Linked DNA regions of Rattus norvegicus: region 1 is linked to region 2. The links are chromatin contacts, called in public Hi-C maps. All regions are on one chromosome and are shown on one strand. Each heading gives the region's core, a stretch centred on a gene start, on an enhancer-like site or on the middle of the called end of the contact. The rest is flanking DNA. Distances are from core to core; before and after follow the strand shown.

The links. A called contact is a pair of places that touch in the nucleus more often than the background predicts.
Region 1: a contact with region 2 is called in a Hi-C map of liver, with 4 times the contacts expected there. The contact joins two enhancer-like sites. A contact is called at or near these places in 8 of 12 Hi-C or Micro-C datasets (the Rat2 cell line, Schwann cells, frontal cortex and 4 more).

Annotation. Positions count from the first base shown.
Region 1 is chr2:103,707,043-103,710,645 of GRCr8, reverse strand. All of the region lies in intron 1 of Pde7a (phosphodiesterase 7A), which reads left to right. Among named protein-coding and RNA genes, the nearest start is that of Pde7a, 14 kb to the left of the region's middle. Within about 2 kb of position 2,060, at least 3 of the 93 cell types and tissues checked have an H3K27ac peak or open chromatin away from gene starts, as enhancers often do. A contact at or near this core is called in liver, where this site is marked.
Region 2 is chr2:103,654,247-103,658,144 of GRCr8, reverse strand. The region is part of intron 3 of Pde7a (phosphodiesterase 7A); the gene reads left to right. Among named protein-coding and RNA genes, the nearest start is that of Mtfr1, 61 kb to the right of the region's middle. Within about 2 kb of position 2,009, at least 11 of the 93 cell types and tissues checked have an H3K27ac peak or open chromatin away from gene starts, as enhancers often do. A contact at or near this core is called in liver, where this site is marked.

The sequences.
Region 1 (3,603 bases), core at 811-3,310, 52 kb before region 2:
GTTAGGAGTGTAACTTCAGTCATCCATTACTCTTTCTAAATTGTCTTCAATCTCTTTTTGTGTCAGTTCATTATATAAACATTTTAAGAAAAACAATGAAAGGGTGAAAAAGTTGATTTTAACAGAGGCAGTATCATCTGACTCTTAAAAACAAGAATACCTGTTAATAGTTGTCAGGAGATTGGAGCTTTCTAAGAAGCACATAAGAAAATGTGCACAGCTTCTGATAGCAAAGGAAACAACAAATGATTGTTGAGGGAGGGCAGGGAACTACTCTTGTATTGGCAAGATGTGAGCACATGATTATTCTTTGTAAAATGAGTGTGAGAGTGTGTGTGTGTGTGTGTGTGTGTGTGTGTGTGTGTGTGTGTGTGTGTGTGTAGGGGTAGGGGATAGGAATGGAGCTGGAGTTTAGAGATGATTGTGAGCCATCGCTTGGTTGCTAGGAATCAAACCTGGTTCCTCTGGAAGAGCAGTCATTGCTGGTAATTACTGAGCCATTTATCTCTTCAGCCTAGCAAATGAAAATTTTTAAGTGACTATAACAACTTTTTTTGAATCCTGGAATTTGTCAATGCAGCATTTTAGTTTTAAATAGGTTCAGATTTATGTCCGTGATTTTTTTAAATGTGTGTGTACTGTGCATGCACACACGCTTTCGCGTTTGCTTGTGCCTGCGCATGCTACAGTATGTATGCAAGTCAGAGGATGACTTGCAGGAGTCAGTTCTTTCCTTCTGCTATGTGGGTTCTTGGGAATGTACCCAAGTCATCAGGCTTAGTGGCAAACACCTTTACCTGCCAAACCATTTTGTCAACCCTGTATCTGCATCTTTCTATATAACACTTTGTATTAAATAAAAGGTATTGTAGCATTCGCCAGTAGAGAATTGGTTAAATTTATAGTATTTTATCTTTGCAGTGCTAAGGACCAAAACCAATGCTTTAGATGTGCTAAGCAGGCACTCAACCAGCTAGCTATATCTCAAATCAATTGATGACATTTTAATTTAACAGAAAACAATATTCAATAAAGTGATGCCATATAGCCAGATTTATCATGGGAAAATTACACAACCATTTGAGTGAGGGAGTAAATTAGTTGAAAATGGTAAGTTACCTGCTTGCCTTCCCTCCCTTCTCCCTCCCTCTCTTTCAGGGAGGGAAGGCATTTTTGAGATCTCACTGTGCAGCTGTCCTCCACCTTCTAAGTGCTGGGATGATAGGCAAGTGTTACCATGCCTAGCTAATTAATGTAGCTTCCTAGGTAGCATCTATATTTATAGGTAAAATCATGATGATGCTATAGATACCAGAATATCAATACATAAGATGTATAAGGTTGTAGCTGTCTTTGGGTAGTGAAAATTGTGGCAGTTTTCACTATCTTTATACTTTGGTGATTTCTTATTATGTAATGAGAACTTTTTGTAATCTAAAATCAACAAAGATATTCTTGGAAACCTACCCATTTTAAAATGATTTGAATTTATTAGTTCAGTGTGAACATTGTCCAAGTAGAATTTTAAAATTCTGAGAAGACCAGACTTTAGTGAATTTAGTAAAATAGTAATGTATTCATCACTGTGTTCCTGAGCCTGACATTAACTGTAAACATAGATATATTTCAAGTAGACAAGTGTTGTGCAACCTCTTTGTGTTTAGAAGGTTGTAGCCTGTAGTTTTAAGCCTTTGCTCTCAGATCAGCAACACTACCAGCCCCCACCTGCCCTCCCTTTTGCTCTACCCACCTTTAGCTCCTGGTGACCACAGTACCGGCCCTCTCCCAGCTTTCCTGAATCTTCAGATAAAAGACACACACACACACACACACACACACACACACACACACACACACACACACACAGTTTGTTCCTTTGTATCTTGCCTTCTTGGCACAATTGCTAGGTGTAATATCTCCTGCCTGGAAATTTATCATCAATTTCTAATTTTCAGTCCAGCTAGATTCTTCCTCCAGGATAGAAGTGCCACAATGGCACCTTTCAGAGCCTTCCACACTGGGCGTCATGGTTTGCTGACACTGCAGGATGGTGCCATTGATTGCCTTTGTCCCTTGGCAGGTTGTGTGACTCCTTCAATACTGTGTGAGCTAGTCCTCAGATTCCTCCAGATCTGGTGTCCAAAGTGTATAGTGTCTTCAAAAGGGCATTTTCTGGAAAGTACCAAGGGCAGCAGCTATCCTACGCTGTTTTGAGGTCTCTTGGACTCCCTTGAGCAACAACTCAAAAGGTTTCCTGTGCCTGGCACTGGGGTATTTGCTAGTTAATGGTGTTTAGGGAAGCATTGTTAACCTTAATTAGAATATCTTCAATTAAACAACATATATGCATAGGAGTGAGTGTGTGTGTGTGTGAGTGTGTGAGTATGTGTGTGTGTGAGTGTGTGTGTGTGAGTGTGTGTGTGTGTGTGTGTGTGTGTGTGTGTGTGTGTGTGTGTACACGTGTGCACGTGTTGAGGGCAGTTTTAAGCAAGCATAAAATTATTCCCTGTGGCCTTTTCAGTCATCTTGTGTGTCTTTTCTACTTCTCCAGCAGTCTTGCCATTTCTCTTCCCTCCACAGGTAAGTCTTCCCCAGTCATCTTCTCCCATGTTCCCCCTTTCCTAGCAACTGTGTCCTGTTACCCCCTTCTAGTGTTCCTGTGGTTGTTGTCCCATCCCTATCATGGGCCCTTTTAGGTTTCTCCACGTTACTATCTATAGTTACTCCACGTTATAAAGAGTCTGAGTTAACTTCCACAAATAAAAGGTCTATATTACTTCACTCAGTATAATAATGTGTAGTTGTAGTAACATGCAAATTCAGCTATAAAGAAAACTGACGCCAAGCGTAGTGTTTAATGTATAGCATGGAAGAGAACACTGCAGGCTTAATGGATACAAAGTATAGAGGTGTGATGGGGCGCGCTCGCTCGCGCTCTCTCTCTCTCTCTCTCTCTCTCTCTCTCTCTCTCTCTCTCTCTCTCTCTCTCTCAGGCCCTGGGTTCGGTCCTCAGCTCCGGAAAAAAAAATGGAAAATTACATGAAGAACCCCAAGATTTTTTGTATTACCTTAGATGAGTAAGTTCAACTAAAGCAACCCACTGTGGTTTTGATTGATAGACAATGGCTGAAATTTATGTATCATAAATTCTGGCAGGAACCTCACAGTGTGACCTGACTTAGAGTAAATATCTTTATAATCATATAAGAGGAGATCATTTGTTATTGGGACAAGACCTAAATTCAACAGTGGGTGTCTTTGGGGATATGTAGAGACCAAGGTGCACTGGAAGGAAGCTAAGTGGATCTGCCTGCTGAGCGATGGCCTGAGGCAGCAGCACATCAGCAAACCCAAGGCGTATTGGATTCAGCAGGAACTAGGAAGTGGGAAACCTTCAGATCACACACTCCTCAGTGAGTCTCCCACATGAACTGGGGAGAAGAAATGTCTCTGGTTTTAATTCCTCTGATTTGTAGTACTGTGTGGTAGCAGCCATAGGAAATGGGCACAAATGGCTTTAAGTTTTGTGTTTTCTGTATTGTGTGTGTATTATGTTTGTGTATGGAGACCAGAGAACAACCGTGTGGTATTTTCTCTTATAGT
Region 2 (3,898 bases), core at 760-3,259:
ACAGCGTCTCCTTAGATTTCCCCATAGTTCTCAGGTGTGTTGGCCTGTGGTTGTTTCCTTTCACCATGGCAAGATGGCATAGTTGGTAAAGGTATTTGTCACCAAGCTGAGTTCAGTATCCAGGCCCCACATGGTGAAGGAGAGAGCCAACTTTGTACAAGTATGGTGCATGGAAGCATGGCACAGTGCAAATGGCTTATTTGAAATACTGTTTACCTTTGTTCACAAAACAGTTCACTAAAAGAAGAAAAGTGGGCCAGTGACATGGATCAGTAGGTGAAGGTGATTGCAGCCAAGCAGGAAGACTTGGATTAAGTTGCCACTATCCACATGGTGGAAGGAGGGAATCATTTCTGCAAGCTGTCGTCTGGCACCATCATGTGTACACACACTCTCACACACACACACACACACACTACATCCTTTTCCCCTGCCAGTGACCAGTTCCTACTCCTATTCATGGAAGTTCCCTTACCAATTGGTTCATGTGGAGATGAGCACTGCCATGTTGATGCATTAGGAAATGTCAGGCTAGTTTCCAGAATGTTCTCCAATAGCTGCATTTAAGAACCATTGGTTCTCATTGCTTTGTCCCAGACTTGGAAGAAGCCAGTATTATAGTTATCTTCAGTAGCTTTGTTGCATAAACTAGGCAGGCTGGTATGGATTGGACCTTAATCCTGTTTAAAGGTTGTTGCCCTCTGGACTCTACAGAGCTGGTGAGGCTGAACTTCACCCTGATGTGATTTTGCAACTGTTCTTTGAAGAAGTCACTGCTGAAGTTCTGTACTTCCTTCCCCTTCTCTCCCAGCTGACTAATAGGGAATTGAAAATTTCATGTAGTGGCTGGCTCTGCCTCTGATCCCAGCACTTGGGAGGCAAAGCCAAGTTAAGCTCTGTGAATTCAAGACCAGCCTGGGTGACAGAGAGTGAGTTCCAGGACAGCCAGGGCTACACAGAGAAATCCTGTCTTGACCCCCTCCCCCCAAAAAAGAAGAGTTTCAAAGAACTTTGTATCTCTTATTTAATCATTAAGTCATCAGAATGATCAATAATTCTGTAAACCAGGGATATAAGAGTTGCTTAAGAGGAACATACTGATGATACAGTTTGTTCTTAGTAGAATTCCTCTACTTTGAGATCGTGAGTGGGTCACTTACTATTCATAGTAACATTTTTAGTACATATACATTTGACGTTCTATCAGAGTATTTTGAAATTTGGTAAATTTGCAGTTAGTTCTGAAGTACTTACATACACAATGGTTTTCAATATTAAATATGTAACCATAAAAAATAAATCGAATTTTAAAAGTTAAAAGTATAAGGTTATGTTTTTGAAGTACTTAATGTTTATAATTAGCATTTGTAATAGACATATAATTTATGCTTTATAATTATATTTATTGAGCGCTTGCTTCTTTCCCCAAAACTGTAGAGACATTGTGTGTATTGTCTCAATTGCTGCCAGCCTTCAGTCCTTAGAAGCCTTTACAGATAAAGAGCTGAGCGGCATGCAGAGACCTTAAGTGATCTGCTTTACCTTACGGAGCTGGAGACCTCAGGGGTTCAGCCTGTCTTCACCCACTCCTCCATTCTGTCTCCATTCTCAGCACAGGCATCTGGATAACATTGCTCACAGCAGCCTGGAGCAGTGCTTGTCTGTCTGTACATGCTGAGACATGCTAAGACGAAAAATTCTTCTTAGGAAAAACGTGTCTCATATATGTAGGATAACTACAATTACCCTGTTTGAAATGACTTTTAGATATGGCTTGCACTTTTTTTTTTTTTAAGGAAAACTGGGGAAGGGGAAGAAAAATTAGAATACAGAAAATATTTAGAAGTTTTATTCAATCTTTGTTCCGCACAGAATTGACTAAGCTAGAGCTAAAACCTTAAAGTACTTTATAAAAATGAAGACCCGAGCAGTAATTTCCTAGTAAGTCTTTGTGCACCGAGGAAGTGATTACAGGGCGCCCCCTTGTGGGTTACTGCAGCAGGCGACTGTGTCTTCCGGGAGCCAAGGGCTTTTCCGCGAAGGACCTTTCTGATCTCATAGCTGTGCCCTGCTGCGTGTGGCTTGGGTAGCAGGGAGTCCCTGTGGGAAAGACAGGAGCCTGCTGCTCAGTGTAGCTGTCTCCAGCCCTTTTCTCTTCTTAGCCTAGAACTTGTATTTCCTATTTACTTTCTACTATGATGAGGGGGAAAACAGTATATTTTTAAAAATCACCTACTCTTCTCCACTTTATTTTCTGGTCCAGAAATATGGAGAAAGGATGCCTGGACACAGTGCCTTTGCTCATTTGCTTTGGTGGTGCTGGTTGGTCTACGGCTATGCCATGGAGCAGGGTACTCTCTGATAAAAACGTGAACTTTTGTATGCCTTCAGCTTTCTAAGCTGTTATCACAAAGCAGCATTGCGTGAAAACCAGAACAAGTCTGGGAAGTTTCAATAGTCCAAACTTGATAATGGCCGAGCTCTAATAAGACAAGTTCAATCTGTTGTCTGTTGTGCTGGGAAATGAGTAATAACTCGCTTTGTGTCCCAGAGTGAGCCCATCTGAGTACTGGGAAGAGAGTTGGGTTTTCGTGTACTTTGGCCAGAGGGTGAGCTTTTTAGTAATTATCTAATGAAGGGTACTGGCTTCCTTCCCGTTTCCAAATGCCTCCTCTTTCCTATATCCTAAATGTTAGTATTCATTCAGCCTGATGGCTCCCTGTACAGTGCATCAGGTTTAACTAGGTTGAAAGGAAGACTAGGTGCAGCCTTCCAGACTTAATCGTTGCCCTAGAAGATGCACTATTGGAGTTTTCAGTGTAAGGACTTTGCTTTTGTTTCTCCGGGGGTGGGGGGGGGGTGCAGGCAGAGACAAGGGGTAGAGGGGGATCAGGTGTGAAGAAAATGCATATTTCCAACAGTGTCACAGAATGGGTGTTTTCCTACTGATCTGTAGTTCCTGGCCCTTTATTAGATTGTATTTTGGAAGTTCTCCCAGGACAATTCTGGAAACTAATTTACTCATAGGAATTGTACTCTCCAGCAAGGCCTGTGTGTCACACACTAATGACACAAGCTTTTTCACTTGCCTGCCCTATCTCTGAGGAGTGAGGGAGTCAGACTCCGTGAGAAGGGTTTACACACAAAACATCATTACAGGATCCTTTATGAGAAAAATAGGAATTAGAAAAAGCTGAGTAGCTAGCACCTTCTGTGCACACGAACAATTGCTGTCACACACACTAGAAACTTTAGTCTCCCTGCTTCCTCCCGCAGATGAGAACAAATAGAGACCACAGCCAGACCCTATGCAGACAGTGAGGGACCTTGAGACACTCTGTCTGGAAAGAAAACATGACAATTGTAAGGACACACAGCTAAGCACGGGTCTGCAGGAGTGTCCACACACTTTACTATATAACTTCAGACAGAGAAGGACAGTTTCCTAATAGAGACTTCTTGTACAGCTCAGTAACACACAGACACTATTGATTGCTGAAGGTCACCATCTGATTGTGGTGCTGAATGAATAAAATGCCTTGGAAAGGAAGGAAGGTAGGCAGGCCCGCCGGCTGGCCGGAAGATGAGTAAGAAAGTAGAGGAATTGAGAAGTCCAACCAGCAGGAGCCAGGCACACAGACAAGTGCTGCTCAGGAGGGCATGTGTGCAGAAGGCCCTGGGGCGGAGGCCTGAGCTGAGTAACAGGATCTGTCAAGTAGTGGAAGGAATGGACTATGGAGCTGAGGTGCAGAGCTAATTAACCAAAATCTTTTGTGTTCTTTGATGCTTAAAGAAAGTGGATTATTCTGAGAGTAGAGGGGGAAATGGTTGCTAGACTCATTGAAGGACACACTGTTTCCAGTGACAAGCCACAGTGCCCAGAGTTCTCCTCTTCAGA